Linked DNA regions of Mus musculus: region 2 is linked to region 1. The links are chromatin contacts, called in public HiChIP or PLAC-seq maps. All regions are on one chromosome and are shown on one strand. The core of a region is the stretch at or near the end of the contact, and the rest is flanking DNA. Distances in the headings are between cores, read along the strand shown.

Region 1 (2,818 bases), core at 175-2,674:
AGTTCTAATAGTCTTTTGATTGAATCCATGTGCAGAATCATCATCTGCAAGCAGGAATAATTTGATTTCCTCCCCTCTTGTTTGTATGCCTTCTGTTTCTTTCTCTTGCTTAATTGCTCTTATTAAAACGTCTGGTAGTATGTTGAAGGAAGTCAGTGAGAACAGACACGTTCGTCATGTTCTTGATCTTAGAAGAAATACTTTGCATTTTCCCTATTCAGCAGAAGGTTGACTTTGAGTTCCTTGTACTTCCATTTTACTAACTTGAGGTTCAATTTTTCTGTGCCTAATTTTTTCAGGGCTATCATACAGAATGGCATATTTTACTGAATGTTTTTTCGGCATCTATTGAGATTATCATATAATTTTAATCCTGAATTCTGTTGACTTAATGTATTAGATTTATTGATTTGGATATGTCGATGTTGCATCACCAGAATGAAGCCAACTTGATCTTTCTTGAGATCCTAATTAAATTTGATTCTCTGGTATTTTGTTGAAGTTTGGTGTCTATGTTTATCAGAGATACTGGTCTATAACTTTCTTTTTTAAAAGATTTATCTATTATTATATGTAAGTACACTGTTGCTCTCTTCAGACACAGCAGAAGAGGGCATCAGATCCCATTACAGATGGTTGTGAGCTGCCATGTGGTTGCTGGGAATTGAACTCAGGACCTCTGGAAGAGCAGTCAGTGCTCTTAACCATTGAGCCATGTCTCCAGCGGGGTCTATAACTTTCTCGTTTGTTGTTTTATTCTTATCTGGTTTTGACTACAGACTCGTGCTGGTCTCAGAACAGCTTTGGAAGGCTTCCTTTCCTCTTGGTTTTATGGACTACATTAAGAAAAAGGAATGGTCTTTAAAAGTTCGCTAAACTGCTGCAGTGAAACTATGTTCTGGACTTTTCTTTGTTGGGGGACTTTTTATTTCTGATTCTTTGTTTTTAATGATTTGATGGTTAATTTGGTAAATCATACGTGTTCAGACATTTCTTCCAAGCTAGCTTGTTAGCAAATAGGTTTTCAGCATAACTAACTCCTAATGATCCCTTGAATTTCTGTGCTATCAGTTGTAACATCCCCTTTCCTTCATCTGTAATTTTAGTTGGATTTTGTGGTTTTGTTCTATGTTAGTCTAGCTAAAAACCCATCTCATAGACAGATACATACATACATACATACATACATACATACATAGTAAATGTAAAACAGTGTTTCCCTGAATTCTGTTAGCCACTCTGTTGCTGTAAAAGTGAATATGTAAGTTAAATATACATCTTAGGGCTGAAATAGCAAGTTCAGCAACACTAGGGACGATTACTGGAAATAAAAGGGCTTGCAGCTGGGTATGAGGTAGCCCTGTGAACAGATAAGAGAAAGGCCGGGGCTCTGGGAAAACAACAAAGCTTATTTTGACAGGCTCCAGCTGCCTGAACAGAGAGATCGGTGACCTTTCACCAAGTCTTTCATCTAATTGCAACAGACCCAACAGTAAGTAAGAAGAGCTTCTGAGAAAAGCCTCTACTCGTTACATTCTTGTTCTTAAAGGTTTGGAAAGGCAAGGGACCTCTAAGTTAATATGTGATCTGCAGATGTACTTATAAGGTGGACTACAGTGCTAAGAGTCACCAGAGCAGTAGGTGGGAGAGAGGGGCTGATTAATGAGTGACTATTTCAGGCTGTCTCAGATCCAGGCACCAGGCAGCCGAGCTTGGTTTTCTCCCATGCTCCTGCTGGCAGCGGGACTAACTGGGGGCTAGCTTGCCTGCCGAGTTCTCTGCTCAGGCCCTGAAGGACCCTGATATATTCATAAAATCTTCTTTTAAATCCACAATACATCAGACACAATTACTGATGTTATGGTGTGCTTACAGACAGGAGCTAGCATGACTGCCCTCTGAGAGCCCCAACAAGCAGCTGAAAGAGCCAGAAGCAGATATTTACACCCAACCAATGGACAAAAGCCCGGGACCCCTGTGGTGAAATTAGGGAAAGGCTGGAAAAAGCTGAGGAGGAAGGAGGAGGGTGACCCCATAGGAAGACCAGCAGTCTCAATTAACCCGGACCCCGGAGATCTCTCCGACACTGAGCTAACTATGCAGCATACCGTAGCTGATATGAGGCCCCCAACACATATACAGCAGAGGACTGCCTGGTCTGGCCTCAGTGAGAGATGTACCTAACCCTGGAAAGACTTGAGGCCCCAGGGAGGGGGGAGGACAGGTGGGGCGGGGGACTAGGGGCATCCTCTTGAAGACAGGGGAGGAGAAGTGGGATGAGGAACTATTGGAGGGCAGACCAGGAAGGGCATAATGACTGGGCTGTAAAAATGATTAAATAACAATAATGCACAATTCAAAGCCCACCTTGTCAGTCGTGCCTTAGGGAAGCTCCCTCGGCTCTCCTTTTCGATGGTTTGCCTTGCTTAGCTCTGTGCCTAGCACTTTGCTAAGTAAGCATTTGCTCAAGCCTTCCATGGATCCTGGGTGAATTCATTGCTCAAGTGCTTGAGAACCAAGAGATCCCCTGCAAACATCTGCTCCAATTCCAGCAAATAACTGAACCTAAGAAAGGGGTCACGGGAACTCCTGATTTATGGTAGGCTAGTCAGAAGTACCAGAGGCCTGGATGTGCTCTTGGCATCTGAAGTAAAGGGCAGTTAATGTGAGTGGAGCCCTTAACCCATGAGATTCTCCAGGTCCACAGCATTATCTGAGAGAGAATTGATGTCTGCAGAAAATCCTCACCTATAGGAAAGGGTACTAATAAGAATAAAGCAGTTAAAAAAAAAAGAATAAAGCAGTAATGGAAATGCCA
Region 2 (2,818 bases), core at 226-2,725, 130 kb after region 1:
CCCTGCTCCATCATGCAGCTTCGAAGGGACAAAAGGGCAACCTCCCCTTCCCATTTCTCATAGGAGCAGGAAAATGTATGCATTTCATAGGGGCTCTAACTGACCCCGGGCATTAGGCCTAGCTGGAGCCCTTGACAAACGTATAGCCCTGGTAAAGACCTAGAAAAGCATTATATCAGTCAGTTTACAAGAGGTGTGCAAAAAAAAAAAAAAAGAAGAGCGATGTGACCTTCAAGTCCGCTTCTCATCTGTTTCCGCCTCTGCCAAGGCTAATGTTTTTATGTGAGAATAGAGCCTCGCTCCCTAAACTCCACTGGAGGCCTCAGACTACCAGAGGAACAGTTTTTAAAAAAAAGGATGCATAGACTTCAAAGCCAGAAATGGTTGAAACTAAAAAGCCAAGTACCACCACTTCCTCAACCAGTTTCTCTAACTCTGGCTTCCTGCTGTGGCAGATAGGAATCAGACTGACTCCCCACGCCGGGAGACCCTTAGTCCACACCTTCGCACGTCATGTTCTCTCCACTCCAGCACACTGGCTGACAGTCATACGAAACCCAGAACCACCTCAGGACTTTGCTGTCCCCACTATCTACATCTACCTCCCCTGTATGTGCATCACTGCTCCGTACCACTCTGGACTCAAGTTTAAATGCCACCTCCTCAGAAAGAGTCCTACCTGGTCCAAACTCTACCAACTCGCTCGTCCATAACTCTTCGTTATCACCGTCTGGGACTCTTCACAAGAGCTCACCCTCAACACGTCTGCAGCAGCCACTCCCTCCAGAGCCTTACAGTATTTTCCTCTCAGCACTAACCTTAGCCCTATTTATCTTATCTGCTTGTTTGCTTTTGCATTCTGTTTCCCAGAGGAGCCTTTGCGGGATGGTTGGGGACAGGGAAGGTGTCTGTCTTGTTCAGGGCCTTATAGTGGAACTCAATAAATGGATGATACCCCAGAATTTAAAACAGTGCCTAGCACATGTTTGGCCTGCACTACTCTTTGACCGAATGCACCCTCCTGCCTGTCCTGGAGAGCAGGCCTGGGGGAGGGGGAAGTGCTGGGATGGGAGGCTTCTACATCCAGCCCTGTGTTGGTGGAGGTGGCGCTGGCAGACATTACCTGCGCCTCACCGGCTTCATGCAGCTCTTCAGCTGCCTGGCCTCAGCCTCCACAGGACCCTGGCACTCAGGCTGTGGCTCCAGCTGCTGCAGCTGCTGCTGCTGGGGCAGCCCTTCGGCATCAGTGGGTGTGGGAGCGGGTGCGATCCGGAGCAGGACAGTGTAGTTGCGGCCATGGTTGTTGGCCCAGAAAGTGCCCTCGGGGGTCTCATAGCGCACCACGAAGTCGAGGCGCGCCCCATCGCTCGCGCCCTCAGCAAAGGGCAGCTGGAAGGCAAAGCGGTCAGTGCAGCCACCGTCGTCGGGTGAGGAGGCTGACATCTGGCCAGGGCCCAGGCCTAGCCCGGGATCCAGGAGGGGATCTCCTGCTCCTGTTCCTCCCACTCCTGCCCCAGGCGGGCTGCGTGGGACATAGCGGGCTGGGTGGTCGCAGAAGGTAGCCCAACCGTCGTGTGAGGCCCGCACGTGCACCGCCTTCTCGAAGGAGCGGTTCAGCACGCGCACCAACCCGCGCACCACTGGCGGGCGTCCCCCAGGCACCCACACCCCGGAACCCCCGGGAACCGCTCCAGGAGGCGGCAGCAGCGCCTCCAACTCCACCATCACGCGCCCCAACCGCTCCAGACGGCCCAGCGCGGGCGGCAACGAAAATGTGGGCACCAGGTAAAACCCCCCGCCAGCGGGAACGGGGCACGGCGGAGAGGGATCGGGAAAAGCCTCCTCTTCCTCCTCCCCTTCATCCCCATCCTCGCCATCGTCTTCCTCATCAGCCCCGCCACCGCCGCCATCTTGCCCGGTCGCCGCCGCCATCTTGCCCGCCCCGGGCCCGCCCCACGGCCGGTAGCGGCGTAGCTGCGCCAGAGGCAGCCCCAGGGCCTCGTCAGCGAACAGCACCCTCCGCGGGGCCACCGCCGCCTCAGCCGAGGCGCGGGGCTCTCCCGCAGCCGGCGACGGGGGCGCGGGATGCCGCAGCGGTGGCTCCACAGGGGCCGTGCGCGCCATATCGGCGGCGGCGGCGGCGGCACCGACGGCACCGGCGGTGGGACCGGCGGGGGCAGGGCCTGAAAAGGCGGGCAGCCAATGAGAAAGCCAGAACAGGGGGGTGGGGCTCCAGTGGAGCGTAGGCGGTGAGCTAGAGACAGGTACGGCCAACAGCCAATGGACAGCCACGCGGGAGTGACGTACAGGTGATTGACAAGCAGGAGAAGCTAGCAACCAATGAGGACGCCCGCGCGTGGGCGGGATGGAAGGCGGGATGATAACGGAATCAATGGAGAGGCCTGAGTAGGGTTAATGCGGGCCCGAAGATGTAGCAGCAGGAGTATGACAATTAGTGGGAAAGTCTGAGCACGAAGGGCATGGTAGGCGGCGGGAAGATGAAATGGCTACAAGCAATGGGGGCAACGGGGAGCGAACCCAGAGGTCCAAAAACTGGGAGATCCGCAGGTTGCGTAGGCGGTGAGACGTAAGACAGATAAAATGAACAGCCAATGGAGAACTGCACGCGAATGATGTAGAGACAGAATGACGATAATAGTTGCAATGAGCCAATGGAGGAGTCTAGTGAGCGCACACTATGGCTTCAAGAGGTGGTAACAAGGTAGATCTAGCCAATACAGAGACTGAACAGAGACGGGAAGGCTGTGTGTGAGCAGACATGGAGGCGGGGCTGTAGCGGGCGGGGGGGGGGGGGAGC

What was found. HiChIP or PLAC-seq counts read pairs in DNA pulled down with a chosen protein or histone mark.
Region 2: an H3K27ac HiChIP or PLAC-seq map of extraembryonic endoderm stem cells shows a contact between it and region 1. The contact joins the promoter of Flicr here to the enhancer-like site in region 1. A contact is called at or near these places in 1 of 39 promoter capture datasets (embryonic stem cells), 3 of 484 Hi-C or Micro-C datasets (embryonic fibroblasts, extraembryonic endoderm stem cells and gonadal supporting cells), 8 of 115 datasets of contacts at active chromatin or transcription factors (CD8 T cells, Th17 cells, embryonic stem cells and 4 more) and 3 of 9 other capture datasets (adipose tissue, liver and pancreatic islet).

The regions. Positions count from the first base shown.
Region 1 is chrX:7,442,642-7,445,459 of GRCm38.p6, forward strand. No RefSeq gene overlaps it. Among named protein-coding and RNA genes, the nearest start is that of 2010204K13Rik, 21 kb to the left of the region's middle. Within about 2 kb of position 1,425, at least 25 of the 459 cell types and tissues checked have an H3K27ac peak or open chromatin away from gene starts, as enhancers often do. A contact at or near this core is called in extraembryonic endoderm stem cells, where this site is marked.
Region 2 is chrX:7,572,125-7,574,942 of GRCm38.p6, forward strand. Flicr (Foxp3 regulating long intergenic noncoding RNA) reads left to right here and starts at 1,476. Exons shown (of 3, transcript NR_029473.1): 1 at 1,476-1,785. It overlaps Ppp1r3f (protein phosphatase 1, regulatory subunit 3F), which reads right to left and starts at 2,157. Exons shown (of 4, transcript NM_138605.3): 1 at 1,124-2,157. The coding sequence starts at 2,124.